2 separate regions of the Zea mays genome follow, and region 1 is linked to region 2. Evidence: chromatin contacts called from public Hi-C data. All regions are on one chromosome and are shown on one strand. Each heading gives the region's core, a stretch centred on a gene start, on an enhancer-like site or on the middle of the called end of the contact. The rest is flanking DNA. Distances are from core to core; before and after follow the strand shown. Region 1 holds the start of LOC100279078 (Mediator of RNA polymerase II transcription subunit 30). Region 2 holds the start of LOC100274447.

Region 1 (5,972 bases), core at 2,910-5,409, 220 kb before region 2:
CGACGAGGGCTCGGGTCGACGACGATGGCACTCCGGCTGCACGGTGAAGGTCCAGTGAGCACGGGCAGAGAGAACCGGAGGGGGAGAGGATAAGTTGAGGCACGTCTCGAGTTGCGGATGTCAAAGCGGAACTCACCGAGGCAACGAGCACGGCGAGACCTCGATGGTGACAGCAGAACGAGCACGCGGACTCGGCGGACGGTGACAACGTTTCTCTTGCGCTCGCGCGGTGAGAGGTGGGTGCAGGAGCTCTACATGGGGTGCGACTAAGGGAGGGGGAGTGAGTGGGGGTGCGGGACGCTAGAAATGGCCGGGGTTGGGCAGTCGTAGCCTCAGCGTGCGTCGTGGAAGCGGAGTCCACGACGTGCACCGAGTCGTGCGCGCGGACGGTTGGGAGGGGGACGAGACTGACAGGTGAGGCCCACGGGTCAGCGGGAGGGAGCGCGTGAACGAGCGAGCAGCGCTGACAGGGGGGGCCCACCGGACAGAGAGAGAAAAGGGGAAGCGGGCGCGCGCGAGCGAGTAGATCGGCACCGACAGGTGGGACCCACGTGTAGAGTGATAGATTGGGCAACGAGTGCACGAGCACGGCTTGGCTGGCGTCGACAGGACAGGGCCGCTTGGCAGAGGGAGAGGGCGGGCAGGCGCGTGGGGTAGGCTAGGCCAAATGGGTCGAAAGGCCAAGGGAGAGGGAGGTTTGAGCTGCTTTCTGTTTTTCTTTTTCTTCTGAATTTTCTATTCCTTTTCTTTTTATTTTCTATTTTGAATTCAAATAAAATCAAACCACAAATTCAAATTTAAATATTTCAAACATGTGCATCACCAAAAACAAAGTTTGAGCTCAGCATGATGCAACAATTCATGTCTCCCGTAGGTTTTAATATTCTAAAGAAATAACACACCTCTCAAATAAATACCTAAAATTCTATTAAAAGGAAGAGAAAGGAAATCTATAGAGATGAGAAAAGGAGTAGCACCTAAACTTGGTAGATATTAGAGAATAAATTTTATACCCCCAAATTCAGGGTGTTACAGTAGCAGTACGTTCCACCCCTACATATTTAAACCACAACGCACCGTATGATCACAGGCTGATCAACATCATCGATCGATCATGGCAAGAAGGTCGGTATAGCAATACACGACTGAATGAGCCCCACATCCTAGGGTTCGGTGGTCTGCCACCGGGCGCAATGGAGAAAATTAGGGAAGAGATGACTGAACTATTTCGCGATAGGCTCGGAGTTAGTGCAGTCAGAGTAGGGCAGTCATATCAAAAGTCATATGATTACTGGTTTGACACTGTCCCATATTCACAAGGGGCAATGATTCCAAAGTTTTCTGGTGAAAATGGTAGAAGCACACACGAACATATAGGCCAGTTCCTAGCACACCTAGGCGAATTGGCCGATGGGGAAGCTTTTCGTGTTCGTTTATTTTCTTTATACCTTACCGGTACTGCTTTTGCATGGTACACCGCCCTGTCTCCTAATTCCATTAATTACTGGAATGATTTAGAGAGTAAATTTCATGAACATTTCTTTTTCGGGGAATATGAATTAGGGTTAGATGATTTAGCCTCAGTCCGACAGGGACGCGAAGAATCGGTTAATGATTGTATCCGGAGGTTCCGAGACACTAAAAACCGACGTTTTCGAATCAATGTCGCAGACAAAGAGTTAGAAGGGCTGACTTTTAATGGGTTGCTATCCTACTTAAGAGACAAATTATATGGTACCTAGTTCTTTTCAATTGCTCAGCTATATCAGCGGGCTTTGGCCTATGAAAGCCGATTTAAAGAGACATCAAACTCGACTGCCCATATTATACATCTTGTATAACATGATAGTTCAGATGATGAATCCATAGATGTATATACCGCTGATCTTGTTTGGCCAACAAATGCCAAATCTTCTACATGTTCTTATTTACAACAGGTTAAAAGGAATCGACAAGAAGAGGTTAAGTTTACATCTAATGTTGCCAAATACGATAAAATATTTTATGAGCTACTAAAATGACAACATTAAATTAATTCATACTATTCCTCCTATGGATGAATTAAAGAGACGTGCTTATTGCAAGTGTCATAATTCTTTTTCCCATGGCACCAATGATAGTAATGATTTTCATCGACAGATACAATCGGCCATAAATGAGGGTTGGTTGGCTTTTCAGGAGATGCAAGTGGACACACAACCATTCTCTATCAATACAATAGAACCCACAAGCAAAAGGGTCTTGGTTCAGCCCGAAGTAGCCGATAAAGGCAAAGGCAAAAACATCGTCATTGGCGATTCTCGCATGTCGAATATATCACAAGAAGAGATTGCTCGGAAAGCTCCGGACAGAAAGACTAACAAGCCCGAAGATGCCGGGGGCAGACTCAATCAAGCAGTTGAGCAAAGCTCCCTGACTCGAGCATCGCGGACTGTCTGGCACCTGCACGCGGACAGTCCGGTGCGCATGCAGATGGTCCGGCTGACTCACCCGGACAGTCCGCCGATGGCCAGGGGCGTCAGCCTCCACACAAAGCGAGAAAAGAGACACGGGGGCAAAGCAAACATAACGCACATGGTCGGATGGTAAAAGTCGGCCCTACTTTCAATCAATTGCTCGCCAAATATGCTGGCAAGAAGACCGTTCTACACGATCGGCCATCAAAGAAAACGACCGAACAAAACGTTCCGAAAGGCGACGCAACAAGCATCCCCTATTCATTCGGTGATGCCAGGATACTTTCCACCCTCCTACTTATCGTTGATATATTATCCTTTTCAAATATGGAATGGTACGACGATGAACCCTTGGTACATGCATAGTTTCTTTGCCTATTCAGGCTAGGGGCACCTCCATTTTATACCTTTTGATGCATTGATCAGATGATCATGGTCGATAAAGATGCAATCTGAAACGACCTTTATGCATTAGAGCTCTATTGAATAATCACCCTATTGGCTTGAAAAGTCGGTGACTTGCATCAGGTTTAGCTCTTACTTCGGGAATAAAGTGACTTGTGAGATCTAGTATTTCCCCAAGGATGCTAGTAGTACATATGCTTTTGGTTCGTCAACCTCCACCAAAAGGCAGAGGCATATGATGATAATCGAAAGTGGCATGGTGGATGGTCTGGCCCTAAGGCCGGACGATCCGCGGTCCGGACGGTCCGCCGTAGTGGCGCGGACCGTCCGCGCGTGCGCAGAGTCAGTTAGGGTTCCGATTTTCTTGTGAGATTTGTTAGTTAAACCTGTAGGATTATCTCGAGAACCGACTTGTAACGGGTCCAGACCTCCTCCCTTTATATAGATGAAGGGCTACGACTAATTGAACCACCACAATCGATTAAATCGAATCTACTTATCGTTTTACTTAATGCATTAGGAATAACTCTAGTTTAGTCCTAGTTTAGCCTCCCTCTACCTCAAATATCCACCTCTCTTCGGCTCTACGTCGACTAGAGGCGTCTTAGGTGTCCTGCCGACCCAAGACACACCCTAGAATCTCTCCTCCCCGACGGGATCCCTCCCGGGAGGCGAGATCTAGGTCTGCTGTGAAGAAGATGATCCTCTGCGCCATCGCGAACCGTCTGAGCCCCAGTCGCGGACCGTCCGGACGTACGCAGAGGAAGAGACGCTGCTGCGCACAGGTCACGGACCGTCCAACCCTGTGCCGCGGATCGTCCGCATCTCCATAGAGAGCACCGCTGGGCGGTTCATCTCTAGTGTTTGGTGTCTAGATCGACGCCAACAATACCCACACCCACCATACTCGATGGATGTAACAAAATGACCAACAAAATATCTGTGTATTAAAATTTGTCATACCCGTGTTTTAAAAGAGTTTTTACCATCTCATATTTGGGTACCCATTGTCATCCAAAGAAACAACCAGAGGAGTCCGATTTTGTGCGACGAGGAAGCAGCTGTGTGCGATTTTACAGTTGATGGAGAAAAAAAAATCATCTTTACAATAGTTGAGGAGGATAAAATGGATTTTTTCCTAGTAATAGCAGTTGGGTCTGGTCCATCAAGGAAGAGAGTACTTGGGCTTCGGCGACCTGTGTCGGCTCATACTGGGCTCGGAAAGCGCTTTGGCATCATGCAACAGTGGCCAGGCCCATACTGCCAGTAGTGGAGTAACAGCTACTTGCTCCGCGGTCTGGAAAGGTATTTTCTCGCCTTCTCGGCGCGCTACGCCTACGACTGAGCTGAAAGAAGCGGTAGATCGGCGTTAGCGGCGAGCTAGGGTTCCGGCGAGTGCACCCAATGGCATCGGAGGCGGCGCGGCGGCGGCAGGAGATGGCAGAGGAGGGGCAACGGCACCTGGAGGAGACTATCGCAGCCTCGTTCCAGATCCTCGTATCGATGAACGACGAGCTCTGCAACGCCGGCCTTTGGTCCTCCTCATCCGTCTCGGCCACCGCTGCGGCTGGCTACCAGCACCATCACTCTGCTACTCTTCCGACCCCACACTCTGTAGATTCCGACGCCGCCGACGCAGGGGGCGCGCCCAGCCCCGGCGGGTCGCTCGACGAGGCGAGGCACCGCTACAAGTCAGCCGTGGCGGCGCTGCGGGCATCTATCTCTGCCGTGTCGTCCTGCGCTCAGGTTTGACCTTGATGCAACTTATGCTCCTGGCGCTCATGCGGAAAAGTGTTTTAGGCACATTCTTCTGTGATGAAAGATAGCACTTGCTGTAAAAAAAAGCAGGGCATTTTCATGTAGGGGAGCCCAAAGCAAATTCTTGAGACTGCTAGATATTTGCAATGCTAACGATTCCTGTAATGCTTTAGTGGCCATTGGTGTGGAGGGACCGAGGGAGCCAACAAATTTCCATTTCCAAAGCTGGCAATTTTTTATTTTCATAGAGAGATCCATATTTGGTGGCACTGGCACAATTATAAAGATAAAAATATTGACGTGAACTCGAGAAGTATGTAGTGCTATGTTAGACAATCGGGAGTGTTTGAATGCACTAGAGCTAATAGTTAGCTGCTAAAATTAGCTGAAGACATCCAAACACTTTAGCTAATAGTTCAGCTATTAGCTATTTTTAGCAAATTAGTTGATAGATAGCTAGCTAATTCTACTAGTAGTTTTTTAGCCAACTAACTATTAGCTCTAGTGCATTCAAACATCCCCGATATTTTTGAGAAAACAATCTTGTCTTCCTAAAAAGAACATCATTGGCAACCTAGGATTGACTATTCTCTGTTTTTTTTTTGAAGAAACATGATTACTGCATGGACTTTGATACTGTCTCCATCCATTCGTTTTGAGTGTGTTTCATCTCAAGGCATGTACCTAGGATCCAATCAAAATGAATCATTTACCAGTCAAGCTTAAATTACTGGTTGATGAACCTCTTCCCACCGGACCAACTTAGGAGTCTGCTGCATTCATGCATGTCAAAGCACGGGGTACTATCGACCAAAATTTTAAAACGTGCCTGGGGAGAACCAATTAATATGCCTAAGGCTTCTGGACAAAAGGAGAAGCGAAAGGTGTCTAGGAAAATGGGCAAAGGGAGAATTATTAAGGACAAAGCCAACTAGTAAATAGCAACAAACATGGATTTTAGTTAACCAGAACTTGCTTTTCACATTATATGTAGAAGACTTTACCTTACCTTAAAAGAAGAAGGTTAATATTATCCCATCATATTCCTAATTGGTCAAGCCTGATTTTTGCTCACTGTTCAAGATAAAATTAGTTTGTCAATGCTAGTTGAAATTGATCTAGGTTTCTTATCCTTCCCACTGTCCCACGTATGACTTCTCTAAGAATTCATGCATACTCAATTTGTCAGGACATTGGATCAACAGAATCTGAAGCTGACCATGCAGAGATTGAGAGATTGGAAGAGCATGCTTCTGCTTTGAGAAAGGTGCTACCCTGTAATTTCTCTAGTTAGTTTAATCTAGTCTACTATATTATATTACTCTCAAAGTTTGGACAGCTGTGTGAATTATA
Region 2 (6,286 bases), core at 374-2,873:
GGAGCAAATTTCATACTAGGGTTAAAAAATCCCCTCATCTATCCCCACGACAAAGCGCAGGTCTAAGGACTAGCCCTGGTAGTGGTCGTTCTCACATAGGCTATGGTGCCGATGTGTATGGGTGGGGCAGGAGTTCATAATGTGCATAATGCTCCAGTAGAGCAAGGTTCTGATGGGTGAATGATGTAGTACCCTACAACCTAAAAGGCCTACTCCACGTATCTTAACTGAAACAGTTGGAGGACAAAGAAATTCAACTGAGGACAAGGCTAACCAACAAAATGAATAATCAAATGCTAGAAGAAGGTGATGGTTCATACTTTCAAGATCCTTTATCAAAATCCTCAGATGTGCACGTTCTTCATCTTGCCGTACCTTTATCTCTGTTGCATCACCGAAATTTTATAATGTTAATTACCCACTAGATCTGTCAGTCAAGATAATACACAAAAGCAGACAACGCCTCAGAAGGAATAGAAGGAATTTTCGTAAAGCAGGGAAAATCATATCTCTACTATCATGATCAGATCAGTGTCAAGATATACAAGTTTATTCAGGAGTTGATTGGTGAAGATGAGCATTATAACAATTTAGCATCAGGAAAAGCCACAAGTTTTGTCACAGAGCGCAGAGCCACAGAGCAAAATAGAAGTCACAGCTAGCATTAGTTGAGTAGTAAATATCCAAGACAGTGCCAGGAACTACATATCACAGTCAATTCTATCTTGCAAACATTGCATTTGAACAACCTCATAGATGTGCCTGATTTGAGTTGTAACTGTAATGTCCAAAAAAATATCACATGGAGGTGCAAGTTTCAAGTGTTTGTACCTTCCAATGCTACAATCTTCTCCTGCTGCATGCTGACTTGATCGATCAAGGACTTTAATTGACTGGTGCATTGATTTTCAGATCTTTCCTGTATGGAGCAAACTACAGGTGTAAACAACTTTTGAGTTATGGAATGCCTTCGATCCTAGTCCTGCAGCGAGTCCACGGAGAGATGGAAGGCTTGGAAATGCGTAGATGAAGAAGAGATAGAAAGGGAGGGGAGACAATTAATAATACTTACTGCTTCCGCAAGACGGTCCGCATAATGGGACTGAGTAGCAAAGAGGCGCACCTAAACGGAGAGACTGTCAACTATAGCTCACACATAGAGATGGAAATAGAATGAATTCATAGCATCCAGAGACCAGGACACCGAGAACTCGATTGGACAGCGTACAGGGAAACAAAAAGAAAGGCCAAGTAGGCTTCCATACTTGGATGTAGATGAAAGCTGCAGCTGCAGCGAGGAGGAGGAGGCGGAGGTCGCAGGGGCTCCGAGCCATCGCCGGCCGCTTGGAATAATCGAAATCGTTTTACAACCGCATACCACTTCCACTGTATTCTTCTGGGCACAAGAAAAACAATGGAAGATATTACTCAAAAACGACTGCAAACACTCGTGACTAGATCAGATCCGATCCTAAGACAGATAGCCAAATAGCTTCAATTGTGGCGCGGGTGCTCATTTTTGCACGGAAGGAAGCGAAGGTAAGGGGCAGGCATACCTGGTGTGCACGCGCTCGTCGCCGGCAAAGGACCCGAGCCCGACGAGGCGACGAAGACCTTGGCAGCTGGGACTGGGAGTAGAGACGGCGGTCGTGTTCGGTTGCCCAGATGCGAGATATGGAACCAATATTTTAAAAAACTGAGTGTTGGAACGATTTTTTAATAGAAAAGTCTAAATTACTCACATTATCCATTCACAATGTTCATATAACTCCTAAACTATTTTTAGTTTAATTTACCCCTCCATGTGTGTTTGAGTTGGTCCAATCTACTCCTTAATAAAACTTGTCTTTTTATTTTTATACACAAACTAAGTTTTTGGTTCAAATTTGTTGGTTAGTAGTTGTCGGATACCATAATTAGAGATACCTAGATTATGTACTTAAACATACCAAAACACCCGAGTACCAGAGAATCACAGGGCAAAACGCGCTCCCGACCTCCAAGGTCATACAGGACCAAATCACAATTCACCCGAGGCTCCGCACGCCGGCCGCACAGCTACGCTTCACCCCGAGCCCAACCTCGGCGCGAACGCTACGCCTGCAGGCTACAGGGGTCCGCAACTCACACGGGGAGCACCCTTGGACGAAAAAATAGTGTTTAGGCGAATCTTTGACAAGATCGTAGTCTTGTTGCCACTGTACACCTCTAGAGCTGGGCAGGTTAGGTATGCGCATTGAATTCGGTTGTCCCCCGCTGGCCTTCGAGCATGCCTTGTCTTTATCGCCTGAGATGGGTTTGGGCGAGGTGGAAATGGTGGCCCTAGAGTGAGGGAGCCTCGGGCGAGACTGAGATTCCCCCGAGCATGTGACCTACTTGAGACCGAGCTTGGGTGAGCCGGGGATTTCGGAAGACCCTCACCGGGGGGGCTCGGTTGGAACGGAGCTTTGGGGAGGGCCCTCGACGTGAACATCGAGCGAGGCGGAGCTCTGGTTGCTCGTTCTCGGGGGATGCACCTGGGTAGAGTTCTTTAAGCGTGTTTTAAGGGCGTAATCTGGCTGCCCCTAATTATTGTCCCCAACAATTTCTTTGATTGAGTGCGATGTGTTGTGGAGTTATACCCACAATAAAATTTAAAAATATATGCATATATATAAACAAATTAGATGGATAGTTAAACTAATCTAATCTACCTAATCGACCCAATCTAATCAAATTTGATCTAGTGAGATCTAATCCAAACTAAACATATCTAATCTAATCTAAGTCCTCGCCTCATTTGATTCATCTTTCTTTGCACCTAACTAAAGGTTAGGATTAACTAACCTAGATTTGTTATCACTCGTAAAATAGATTAGTCAAGCAAATTGGACTCTACCCCTAGAAAACTCTACCCTATAATTTCTTTGCTAGCCTAATTCACTTTTCCATAAATTGGTACTGTATCCTAACTTGGCCAAATACAAGTACATGTCCTACATATTAGGTTGCATAACCTATCCATTCCAACCTAAAGTCAAACAAGACTTTGACCTACCTTTACCAAGACCGGAGAAGGAATAGATCAATATGCTCAATTTCATCAAGGAAGGATAAGAGTCAAAACCAAATCTCCAAATTAATCAGGATCTACCAGGGATAAAGCTTTCCTTGCCCTAGTCTTCTCACCCCAACCATCTTGAAACCTACCTAATAGCTAAATATGCCCTTACAACCTGCCAAAAAGTATTAAAAAACCTTTTGATTTTTAGAATCAATTGGAAACCAAGAGCTAAACTACAAACCAAACTTTCTGCATCCCTTCCTTACTAATCTCGAGGAAGCTTTCCTTGCTCTAAACTTTTCCCTTACCACAACTTTCCCCTACTTCTACCTAATAGGCTAACATCGAAGATATCGATGCTTTTCTTACTACTTCCTAATTAGTATTATTACTAGGTAGGTACCCGTGCGTTGCAACGGAAACATATAATACTACGATAACTTATATATATATATATATAATATGTGTTATACTGTGTGTGTCCCTCGTTCTCTCTCAACGATAGTACACCCTCGAGATTCTGGAGCGCGCTGGCATGACAAGCCTTGCAGTATCCCGGTGAACACTCAGGTCAAGCTCTCCTCCGATGGCTCACCGGTTCCAGATAAAAATAAATATGCTTTAGTTGCTCATATCAACTAAGGTGATAAGCGACACGTGCCAAGAGCCCGAATTTATGAGCCAATAAGATGACAATCACTGTAAATATGTTTTCACACATTCAATTGGCCCCTCAATTATGTTAGTATGCACACATGCATCAGAATACCATAATTTATCAAGTAATAACATGAGAATATGTTACTCCTACAAATGATGTTATTACACCACGAACAGAGATGTCATTCCAAAATATTCATCATGTAACGAATGGGTGATAAGATGAATTAATACTATCAGCATTTCCCAAGTTCCTTCAGTACAAATTCCAGAACTGCTATACAGAACGCGGGTGGTAGGCTGGCCTGCGGGTGGTTCGAAACTGGAGAGACTTCGCGGCGATGGATTTCATGGCGTGCGAGCGGTTCGAAACCAGAGGGATTCGAGGGCGCTGGCATGCGGGCGTGTGGGCGCGCGGTGCGGTATCGAAGGATTTCGTGGCAGCGAGCGTTCGTGCGAGATTCGTGGCGACGGATTTCGTGGTGGAGGTAGGCGTGGGGGCGTTCGGTTGCGGCGAGTTTCGCGGGGGCTGGCAGGCGTGCGGTAGCAGGGGCGGGGCAGTCTACAATACCTACTTAATAGTTAGTACAGATTAGGCACCCTCTTATCAGGGAGCTAAGGGTCTGTTTGTTTAGGATTATAATCTGACCAGATTATATAATCTACCTTATTTTGAACTAATCAACTAACACTGATTATATAGTTTAGGCAGATTATAATCCCAAACAAACACCACCTAAGTTACAATCGATCTAGAAGTAGGTGGTGTCAGCGCAGATCTTAACATATCAGCTGATTTTCTCTACCAGCTGCTAGACGAGGTTGGGGCAGCTCAAGGACGATGAGGAAGAAACTCCGCTCTGACTCCCTGATGTATTGGACCTCGCCGCCCATCAATTTGAGGATTTTCCTGCATGTGCTTAGTCCTACGCCTTCTTGGGTTGACCATTGGGAATTGCTGAACATATCCTGGACAATGTCAGTGGGGAGGCCCTCACCTGGGCAGGCAAACCTACAGATATACAAAAAAACAAAAGGAAATCACTTAGTTCCATTATTGGTACTGCCAAGTCCCAATAGAGGCATTGAGTTTCCTTTTTTTTCTTTTTTGAGAAATACTGTAGGGGAAGCCCCTACATTGACTTTTCCGTTGTCATTAACATTTGGAAGCTGATTCTCCAGAATCATCTAATTCCCAAGCAACTCTGATACTGCTTATGTTACCATCAAATCCCACAACCAGTACGCTAAGTTAAAGAAATTGAGTCAACACAAGAAAAAGAAAAATACAGCATGATGCAAATAGGAAAATTCTGTCAAAATTATCATGGACGTATATTTGAAAGGTATCACACCACATGTGAACAACCAGCTCAACGTTGAAGTAATTCATGTTACTTGTCTTCTACCAAAATTCAACAACACATATTCCTTGAAGAAACAAAAAAAATTTATGACAAATTATAATAGAAAAAGAGCAAGCTGCTAACGTGAAGATGAAAAGCTCTGTATCTGTTCCGTCATAATTCTGTTTTACATTTGGTCTGACTTGTATTTCTACCCAGCCATTCTCGGATGGAGCAGACTGTGCCATGCTTAGCAAGAAGTCAGCCAAAACTTGTTGAATTCTAAATTGATCACCATATGCTGATGCATCCTTGATTTCATCAGGGATATCCCGAATAAGTTGTAAATCCCTCTCCCTCAACAATGACATTGTTTGGCTGACAACAGCATTCATAACGTCTCCAAGAGAAAACTCACTTTTCTCAAGCACCAAAGAGCTGTTACATAAAGAGAAACAGATCAACAAATTTTTAGTTTCCAATTGTGGAAAATACAGCAACATTCAAACTTATGTCTTAGGTTACAAAGAAGTGAAAATGCTATTATCTACAGTGTAAACACTGAACCAATGAACCTAAATGAAACTAAGTCAAGCAAATAATGTGACAGTAATACTATAAGATTGTGTAAGTAGCTATACCAGATGAGAATCAAGTATTATGTTGAACAAGCCGAAGTTAGTCACTTTTGTAATTTTCAGTTCGCCCGTGGTGCAAAAAAAAGTTAGCCATTTTCTGGGGTAAAATCTATGCACGGTCATTATTGATAGATAAGACAGATGGACCTGATCAAGTGTATAAAAATCAACCAGAAAAGATTTGAGTTTCCGTGCAAGCAAATGAAATACAGCATCTCCAAATAATTTATGAAGCTCCTCAAACAAAACTACAGGCAGAGATATGTTAGACAAAGTTGCTTGAACTTTGGTGACATCCTCCTAAAATGTGGTAAGGTTATCAGTTCACAGGGATATTCCTTTAATTCTAACAAAAAATCATGACATAGCATTTGAAGCACAAAGGTTCACAATCCTGGTAGTAATCAGTATGCTAACATTGGTAAGCAGAAAACACCCACTATATATGCACTGTTTTTTGTTTGACAGAAGTTGACTTTTTACACAATTTCAACGATTCAGCATATGCAGTCATTATTATATGTACTTGTTTAATATCCACGCTATTAGCTATACTTGAAAAAATAGAGAAAAAGACACCAGATTCACCAAATTCCACT

The links. Hi-C and Micro-C count contacts between places; a contact is called where the count stands out from the background.
Region 1: a Hi-C map of ear shows a contact between it and region 2, with 2.8 times the contacts expected there. The contact joins the promoter of LOC100279078 here to the promoter of LOC100274447 in region 2. A contact is called at or near these places in 6 of 25 Hi-C or Micro-C datasets (ear, endosperm, leaf and 2 more).

What each region holds. Positions count from the first base shown.
Region 1 is chr10:111,967,750-111,973,721 of Zm-B73-REFERENCE-NAM-5.0, reverse strand. LOC100279078 (Mediator of RNA polymerase II transcription subunit 30) reads left to right here and starts at 4,159. Exons shown (of 3, transcript NM_001152128.1): 1 at 4,159-4,607; 2 at 5,809-5,886. The coding sequence starts at 4,266.
Region 2 is chr10:111,748,933-111,755,218 of Zm-B73-REFERENCE-NAM-5.0, reverse strand. LOC100274447 reads right to left here and starts at 1,623. Exons shown (of 18, transcript NM_001148806.1): 1 at 1,557-1,623; 2 at 1,266-1,396; 3 at 1,073-1,123; 4 at 832-919; 5 at 321-383. The coding sequence starts at 1,334. LOC109943027 (phytochrome B) reads right to left here and starts at 5,513. Exons shown (of 2, transcript XM_020545783.1): 1 at 5,194-5,513; 2 at 4,469-4,715. The coding sequence starts at 5,444. The coding sequence ends at 4,484.